Linked DNA regions of Mus musculus: region 2 is linked to region 1. Evidence: chromatin contacts called from public Hi-C data. All regions are on one chromosome and are shown on one strand. Each heading gives the region's core, a stretch centred on a gene start, on an enhancer-like site or on the middle of the called end of the contact. The rest is flanking DNA. Distances are from core to core; before and after follow the strand shown.

Evidence for each region. Hi-C and Micro-C count contacts between places; a contact is called where the count stands out from the background.
Region 2: a Hi-C map of cortical neurons shows a contact between it and region 1. The contact joins the promoter of Zfp639 here to the promoter of Kcnmb2 in region 1. A contact is called at or near these places in 2 of 39 promoter capture datasets (embryonic stem cells and hippocampal neurons), 2 of 484 Hi-C or Micro-C datasets (cortical neurons and nephron progenitors), 2 of 115 datasets of contacts at active chromatin or transcription factors (embryonic midbrain and embryonic stem cells) and 1 of 9 other capture datasets (pancreatic islet).

The regions. Positions count from the first base shown.
Region 1 is chr3:31,900,483-31,905,107 of GRCm38.p6, forward strand. It overlaps Kcnmb2 (potassium large conductance calcium-activated channel, subfamily M, beta member 2), which reads left to right and starts at 2,221. Exons shown (of 6, transcript NM_028231.2): 1 at 2,221-2,443. It overlaps Gm34031 (a long non-coding RNA gene), which reads right to left and starts at 1,692. Exons shown (of 3, transcript XR_389652.3): 1 at 1,574-1,692.
Region 2 is chr3:32,509,182-32,514,002 of GRCm38.p6, forward strand. Zfp639 (zinc finger protein 639) reads left to right here and starts at 1,411. Exons shown (of 7, transcript NM_144519.4): 1 at 1,411-1,551; 2 at 3,820-4,011.

The sequences.
Region 1 (4,625 bases), core at 971-3,470:
TGAACAAGAGCCCCTGGAAGGAAGCTGTGTCCACAAACACTGATGGACTAAGAATTTCAGTCACAGCGACAGGTTAGGATGTTACAGAGTCTGGCTTTACACTTTATCTTTATCTTGGCCTAGCTTTAGACCTCTAAGTAACTACTCCTTGCCCACCTCTTTGGGAACTAACATCCTGTGAGTAACAGATACAACCCCTTTGCAATTTAGCAACTTAACAGACTGCTGACTCCTACCAACCCAAAAGCTAAGAACAGAGCAATATAGAGTCTGAGGCCTCAGATGAGACTCCTGCATCTTGCTGAGACTGTCTCTTTGATGTACCCACCAGTGTTCTTAAAACCCCTTGACTTACAGCTGTCATTGTTTGAACTCTAAGAAACCGGCTTCCACTGCTTCCATGTGGACAAGGGGAAACCATGGGAATGTAGTTCTATGTTTCCTGGGCTTTGGCCATCAAATTTGATTCCCGAATATTCTCTTATTCCCTTGGAGATGAGAGCCTTGTTTTGTGTCAACAGTTGTGTGAATTGCTCCAATTACCATGAAATTAAGATACTGATGACAGTAATCAGCACTTCTTCTGCTCTCTTTACAATTATGAATATTTAACTATTTCTGAAATGGTTTCTCTTAGATGACCAAGTGATGAGCAAAACTTCTTTTAAAAAAAAAAAAGAAAAAAAAGTTTCTTTTCTATTTGAGGAGCTAAAAACAAGAAGAAACTCTTCTTTCTGTTGTATCAATCCAGTGGGTCCAGGGTTATCTTTCAAAATTCAAACTTCATATTCAGGCCCAGGGTTAGCTCTAAGGAAATGATGTAAGGACACTCACTCAGAATGAAGTATGATTATGGTTTGTGATACAAAGAGAGTCTTTTTTTCCTACTGAATCACATTTTATTCCCAAGAAAAAACTGTAACCAATCAAATAACAGCTAAAATTCAAATATAATCAGGGTATATTCAAACCAGCAGCCAGGAACATGAGAAAGAAAGAAAGGAATGAAAGCAAAATCTTTGGACCGATATGAGAGCAATTCTGATATTCAGTTATTATGTGGAAGAGGATGTGGGTCTGCTCAATGTCGTACTCCCAAACAGCAAAAATGCCCACAATTAAACAGTGGCAACTTAGAATCATGCCCCTGAGATGGTCTTCCAGAGGGTCACTGGCAGTGGCTGTAAGATGTTCATTACCACTATTCAATTTCTGTTCCATAGTCCAACATAGAACACTCCTGTCCATATTGCATCTGCTGGTCTCTAAGCCCCTCCCTTAGTGCCGACCACTCAGTTTCCATAGTAACTACTATATAACTATGGTTCTGAGGTAGCAAGAGAAGAGAAAGGAAAACCGAGTTAAAAAAAAAAGACTAAACCTGGGTAGTTGGAGCATTAAAACATTCTCTGGCAAGAACTTTGTTTTTGCATTCCTGTCCGGAAAAACACTTTTCAGAGTGATGTGTGTTTGCACACACAGAACAGCCTCCTCTCTGGCCAGTGTTTCTATGTCACTACTGTGTAAAGGACCACACCAAGGCAGGGCACCCATCCCAAGCTCCTCTACCCACCTTCCATTCTTTCCATGGAGAGAGCAGTGATGCAGGAAAAATGGTGACCTTTGCATGGAGCAAAGAACTGTGCAGCCGACATGCCCTAATGAGTTCATCTGTTTTCTGATGCATGCTGTCCGTCTGATACAACATTTGAGACTTCAGGTGAGTACATGCCATAAGGCATCCTCAGTTACCCATCACAACTTTCCCTGTGTGAAAGGATCCTCTCGCCTAGCTCTGGAAATAATGTCTTTTTCTAACTTGGGAAAGCAAGAGTCCCTTGCTGGGACTAACAGGATCACTTGGGGATTCCAAGGGTGTTTACTCCCAAGTTCACCCTCCTAGAGAGAGCTTATTTACAGGAGGAGTTCTTTCTTCCGAAGTTAGAGGATTTGGAAATCTAATCTAGTAGGTAGGGTGGCCGCAGAGCTAGGAGGGAAGTCAGATCAGGCTCCGCTCCCTTTTCAGTATGAAAATTCGAAAGCAGTGGGGAAGAAATGCTGGACCTATCACAGCGATGCTAACAGACAGCCTATTACAGTATTTAATAAAAACAGAAGCAGCGTGCCTGTCATAGGCTAATAAATCCTACCTCCTGCACGCTTTTAAAAACAGTCTGGACCGGCTTCCACAGAGCTTCGGAGAACTAATCTTAAGCATGGCTGTCTAGCGTGCCTGTCACTCCTATTGTCCTTCCAAACTCTTGCAGACATTTTGAGCGAGGAGTAAAGCTATGAGTTAGCGAGGGTGTGACATCAATGGTCCACAAAGACAGCCAGCAGGAAAGGTAAAGATGAGGACCGGTGGCTGTGTGGAGGACTACACGGGATCACTGTCATTAAAAATTAAGCGTGGCTTTTGAGGAAGATGTGACAACTCCTGAAGGTAGGATTTGCATGTAAAACAAAGGAATCTGTTGCTGTTTGGAGCTTTTTGTTGTCGCTGGGCTCAGCGCTGGGGTGCCTGTGGTCGGTCAGGGATTGCAGCCAGGTGCTACAGAGAGGCTTGGTTGACTTGGGGCTCCACGCTGACCAAAACACAAGACACACTGGGCAGTGTGAGGTTTTATGTCTGGAAAGCCTCATGGACAGGTTGGCTCCGGGCTCGATCGCAGCCTGCTGAGTGTGCACTCCACGTTGCTTTCGGTGGAGTAGAAGGCTTAGAGGTCATGGAGAAAACAGTTCTTTTCTTACCAGTGGTGCCTGATAGGCTGGGGAGGGGGCACTGAGAGAAGACTTTGGCAGGTGGGAGGCAGAGAGAGCCAAGAAAAATAGAGGAGGAAGCCGTGCTGAACTTGAAACCTGTTAGGTAAATATATATTCCTGGAGTCAGTGTGTTTTGGTGGTCAGAGGGTATTTCAGAAGATAGTGATGGATTTCCCCCTATAATCTACTATAAGAGAAATCTGGTTACCTCTGTCCATCTTGCATATTGAAAGGCTGGTCCACACCATTCTGTTCCTATTAATGGCTTTGCTAAAAACAGACCGGGAGTTTGAGAGTAAAGAAGGGGCTTTCTCTCTGTTCGTGTTCTTGCCTTTGAGCAACTGCTGGGCTGCAGATGGAAACGGGAATTCTTTAGAGGTTAAGGACTTGACCTTTTATTTTGTTAATGAATAGCTCGAAAGCTTAATCTTCCTTGAAGATAAGAGGAGCGGTTGGGTTCCACAGTCCGGGAGGAGGGGGCAATGATTAGCACTGGCAAGGAACTGCATACATCTCCTTGCACTTCAGATGGGCTCTGTACAGCTCTACTAGAGAGGGAAGGTAGGAACCACCCGCGGAGATTTCAGAGGCAAAAGTACAATGATCCAAAACCAATGTTTCTGCAATTTGATCCCCGGTGCCAGTACTGTCATTGCTTGTGACCCTCAGTGTGAAGTGGCAGGGACAAAGTGAATGTGTCCCTCCGTGGCGGGTGCGTTCTCTCCCCTGTGGACCTCACAGACTCAAAGCTGTAAGGATAACGCTTTCTATTTTGAAAACCAAACAAACAAACAAAAACAAACAAACAAGCAAACAAACAGAAAAACCTCTGCATTTCGATGCATGCATTTAGCTATAATGAACACCAAAAGCGCTTCAATGATCATATTTATAAAGAATGTAACATTCTCCACTGGTCTACACCATCCACATAACACGGTATAAATAAGTGTTGAGGACAATGTTAGTTTTCAGTTAAATGCTGGAATTAGGGTTAAGTGAGATTCTGGTCTTTTTGAGCTCCTGTGTACACACTGCCATTTACACACAAACTCGAGGTCATTTTCCTTTGGTTGAGAGACCTCTAGGCTTGAAGTTGGCTGGGTGTTCCTCATAGCAGAATGACAGCCTTTAGTGAGACTGGGACCCAGTCTTAGTTGGTCTTTGGGTGACATGGAGCACATGGGTATGAGTAACTGTATATTCTGGTAAGATTGATGGTTACGACATAGTCTGTGCTTCCTCGTGGCCCGTGGAGAGCATGACCTTGACCTTGTAATCCCCATCCCTAGCCAGTTGAAGTCACCAGTGAAGACTCCATAATAAAAAAAGACAGAGCTTGGACTTCCTAAACACAAGATCTGTCGGCTGAAGTTAGCGAGTGAGTGTTATTGTTTTCCTTGATTTCAAAAAGACTTTTCCTGGCTCTAGTCTGAGCAATTTCACCTGAATCTGACTGCATCAAGTATTTCTTCAAGGGGGAACTGATGGCAGGAAAACAACAGCTGAAGGGTGATTTTCTCGTAGTTAGGCTCTGACACTTCACCGATAAACTAAAACTGATTTCCACACTGTTCACAGATTTATAGGGAAAAATTCTTCTATTAAATCTGGCTGGTGTATGTCAGTCTGGATTGCAATGCCCCCTTCCCCACCCCCACCCCCACCCCCAAAAAAAGAAAAACCGGATGAAACAGGATTACTTGGGTGTCTTTAGTCAGCTCTGAGGAAAGTTGGGCTGAGAAATTTGGACAAACAATCCACTTTGTGTGGCAAATGAACACCATTGCCCATTTCGGTTGCTAGGACCAGCCAGAGCCTTCCCTCCCCACATCATCTTTCTCCTTCAGTTTCTGCTCCAT
Region 2 (4,821 bases), core at 161-2,660, 610 kb after region 1:
CAACCGGCTGAATACCAGGTGATTGACAGCAAGAACAGGGCGCTGGGCTGGTGAGACACACGAACCGTGGCTGGGACTTTGCAAGTGACTTTGGATATAAGTTACCCCACTCGATTTAGCTATTCACGTACAATTAGTTGAACCTTAAGGGCTTTAGTTACAAAACCGAGAAACACTCACAAATTGTACTGAAACCTCTTTAACTCTCACCCAGATTAGGGGGTTGGGGTGGGGCAGCTCAGTGGATGAGAGCTAGGATTATATTTAAAAATGTTTTAAAATATATATATTTTATTTTTATCTGTATGAGTGTTTTGCCTGAATGTATGTCTGTGCACCACTTGTGTTCCTGGCGCCCATGGAAGCCAGAAGGCTTCAGGCGACCTAGAACTGGATTTACACGTGAGCTCAGACGTGAACCTCATTGTGGGTGTTGGGAATAAAACCTGAATCCCCTAGTGGAAGAGCCAGTTTTCTTAACAGCTGAGCCATCTCTCCAGCCCCTGGACTCCATTCTTAACACTGAAGGAGGAGCGAGAAAGAAAACACACAGCCGCACTCTGGACTGTTGCTTGTAACGCTGAGGGCTCACACCTCAGCACTCACCCTGCCAAGCACAGACAACCACCGAAATCTACTGTCAGCCCGAGGGATAATTCAAAAACAATGTTCACAGTTATTTATGCTCATCTAATTTAATCCTTTGCTTATTGACGGTCAAGGTACGAAAAGGATTTAAATGACAGAATGCAATCCTTTGTGATAACCTCGGTTCACTCCATCAGGTCTTCTTTTTAGGATTTATTTATTTTTGTATTTAGGTGGGGGGATGGGGAGGTGTGTATGCCTGCGGAGGCTTCACATCCCTTGCTGTTGAGTTACAGTAAAGGCGTTTGTGAACTATCATGTGCATGCTTTCTCTAGAAGAGAAATAAAACTCTCTTAACTGGGGGGAGCCATTTTTTCAGCTCTCCCTTCTCTAACTCCACCTCCAATCTCCCAAGACTTCAAGAACCCAGGGTGTGGTCTGAGGACCCATCTCGAGTCACATCGCGTTTTTTCTCGGCCCTGGACTTATCTAGCCCGGATGTTGGGATTTGAGGACAACCACCATGCGTGAAACACTAATGATCCTGAAGACCCTGAGGATCGATCACTGCGGCCTTCCAGGAAACCGATGAGTGGGACAGCGCTGACCTCAGGGGGGAAGGTGGCACGGCCCGGATGTGCCCGTAGGGGACGCTAGACAGCACTGCTAGTCTCTCCTTGTCCTGCTGTTAGGCCCCGCCCTTAGCATGAAGCCACGCCCCCTCCATGCTCAGGCCACGCCCTCATCCTTAGGGTTCCCGCCCCCCGTCCCCCATCTTTACTCTCGCGGCCCGCTGTGGCGCATGCGCGGGGTGACGGGGTGAGTGCTGCTGGGCCTGGCGGGCAGGGAAGGGCAGGGCCGGGGAGGGCGCGGGCGGCTGGGCAGGGCGCGGGCGGTGGCCCGGCAGCCCCCTCCGTCCCATCATCCGGGCGTGTCTCGCCGGAGCTGCGCTGCTACGTGAGGTGAGGGCCGGCCTCCGGGGCCTGCGTGCCAAGCGAGGGCCGCGGGGCGAGCGGGGCCTGCCCGGCCCGGTGCGTGTCGGCCGCTCGGGTGGACTCGGCGGCGGGGGGGCCTATGCCGGCCTGCAGGAGGCTGCTCCCGCGGGAGACGCTGGAGTCCAGCGGGGACCCGGCCCTGAGTCCTCACGGACAGAGGCTCCCAGGAGAGGCCAATCAGACCAGCGCTCTTCGAATTCCTGTAATCTGTGACAGGGACTTGTGTAGCCTAGGCTAGCCGGAAAGGCGTGTGCCACCACGCCGGGCTTCAATTAGAACGGGAAAATTCTCTTTCTGTTTGAAAATGTACGTGCTTATTGCGTGTATGCATGCGCACGTGTGCCATGGCGCAAGTGTAGAGGTCAGAGGACAACTTTCCAAGAGGCTGTTCTTCCCACCTTGCGGGTTCCAGGGAAGACACCCAGGTCGTCTGGCTTAGCTGTAAGCGCCTTCTGAGCCCTGGAAATATTTTTTGTTTGTTTGTTTTAATGGAGGTGAAAAAATAAAGTGTTATAAACGTCTTCAAAACGCAACGACCCAGTCTCAAAAAATTCGGTGCTGGGTGCTGGAGAGAACACCCAGTTGGAGTAGGTTCATGATTGCCTCCAGATCAGACACCATCTCGGACTACACATGCGCGCGAAAACAGCCTTTTAAAAATATGTCTTGGTGCGGGGCAGTGGTGGCGCACACCTTTAAACCCAGCACTTGGGAGGCAGAGGCAGACGGATTTCTGAGTTCAAGGCCAGCCTGATCTACAGAGTGAGTTCCAGGACAGCTGGGCTACACAGAGAAACTCTGTCTCGAAAAAAACAAACAAAAAAAGTGTCTAGGCATTGTGTGAAGACATCCGAGGTTTCATGAGAAACCTTTGAAAAGGTTTGTCTATGGGAAGCACTATTAAGTGTTGTGAAGGTTCCAGGTGCCAAGATGCCTCTGTGTGGGTGATGTGTTTGTTTTGTTTTTAGGACACAAGAGACTTTATGTGTAATCTTGCCTCAGCCTCCTGAGTGCTGGGATGTCAGCTGTGAGCCACTGAGCTCTGCTGTTGATGTGGAAGAGGGCAGTTGGGCCTTTTTAAAATGGGATTTTTTTTTCTGTCTTCAATGTTATCTCAAAAAGTGGAGAGCAAGCCAGTAGTGTTGTATGCCTTTAACAACAAATTGCCTAACCCCAAACATAAATATAAATTCAGAATTAGCACATCCCGTCTATTAATTTTTTTTTCAAACACTATGTACTTCTGGCTGGCCAGGAACTCACTGTGTAGACCAGACTGGTCAAGAACTCAGAGACATCCTCCGTCTCTACCGCCTGAGGGCTGGGGATAAAGGTGTAGGTCTCAATACTCAGTTTCTCCAGACAGGGTTTCTCTGTGTAGCCCTGGCTGTCCTGGAACTTGCTTTGTAGACCAGGCTGGCCTCAAACTCGGAGATCTGCCTGCCCCTGCCTCCCAAGTGCTGGCACTGAAGACATGTGCCACCACTTTAGGCTTAAATTTTTTTTAAATGATAAATTATAAACTATGGATATATCACCACGATATTATCTTTTTTTTTTCCTGAGTGAATGGATTTTAGGTGATTAAATTTCAAATGTCCTGGTTTTCTACAGTGACACCTGTGTATAATTGGGGAAGGATACGTTTCAGATAGTTAACAGTCTTTTTAAAAGGATAACTAGTGAGCATGAGTTTTTATGGTTCACATTTCATTAAGAAGTCAAATTTCTCAAGCTGACAAGATGGCCAGCTCATTTCCCAGTGAGTAAGGTCCCTGCTGCCTGAGGACCTGAGTCCAGTCCTCAGGACTCGCGACATTCCTGTGTCCTGTGGACACTCCCGATGTCTTTATGAAGGCACTTGTGCATACACAAATCCAATTCTATTTGCCTGGGTGAAGGCTGGTTGACAGCTCTTGGTTGTGAGTGGTCTTAAGGAACCTTTGGTGATGTCCAATCCTGAGGAGTCACACTCTCCTCCACCTTCCTCACGTGACAAGACAAATCCAAATGGCAATGTTAAGGACTTGTAATCCCGTGCTTGGTTTCCTTTTCTTACTTTTTTGTTCACGTTCTGAACAACCTGAGATATTCTCTTGACAGTTGTGTTCTACCTATTAGAATATGATAGAATATGGACTATAAGAAACTGTGTCTCCAAAGAAAGCTGATTATGGCGTTGGGTGAGGCATTTTGTCTGTTTATCTAACATTTCTGTAAGAGTATGGCTGTCAGTTTTTCAGATTATCACCTCCCCTCCTGCTTGTGCTTAAGAACTTGAAGCAAGATGAGCTTGCTGCTGGCAGCATGGAAGGAGGGTTCACACATGCACAGTTAGTTACCTGATGTCAGAGCTCCGAAGACAAGTGTGCCATCTATGTCGTAATGGACTTTAGTGGCGTTGGTTTCTTCCTTGCTTAGAATGAGGTGAGTTTGATAAGGGAGCCCTTTTGTGTTCCTCCAGGGATTGTTGGGAAGGTGGCATAAGCAATAAGAATGCACTTAATAAATGTGTGATCACATGACATAGAAGTAGCAAGTGCCCTTTGGGGAGGTTTCCACCAGAAACAAAAGATTCATCTTATATTTGCCTGGGGTACCCCAAAACTCAGGAGGCTAGGACAGTATCACAATAGGGTTCAGGGCTAGACTGGACTATGTAAGTAGACCCTGTGTCAAGAAACTAAAAAGGAAGGATTGAGGTAAAGGCAGTGATGAGGGTGCTCCCTCCCTGCCATCTGCAGCAGCAGACAGATGTTAAGCTGAGGGGAGAGGGGAGCTTTAATTTCAGGTTAATGGGTCACCTTTTTTCTGTGCTTATTTCTAAAACTAAAATGAGTTGAAAAGCATGGACTTTAAAAATGGTTAGACTTCTGGTCAAATCTAACCCTACCACATATACTTAATCCAGCTGACTTGACTGTTATGTCTCAGTTTACTTATCAATAACAAGATATAACCAACAGTTCTGGCAAGGTATAGATATATAACCTGTGTGAATGAAGACATACTATCTGGTATGTAGCTGATATTCAGTAAATTAGCACTGAAGTGTAAAAACTTGGACACTTTTAGGTGTATGGTTCTATATTTGACTTTCTACTTTTTTTTTAAATATAATGTATGTGTGTAAATATGTAATATTTATCTGAATTAGACAAGGTCTCCCTTTGTAGCCCTGGCCTGAAGCTTACTGTGTAGACCAGGCTGGCCTCAACCTCACAGCGATTTGCTTGC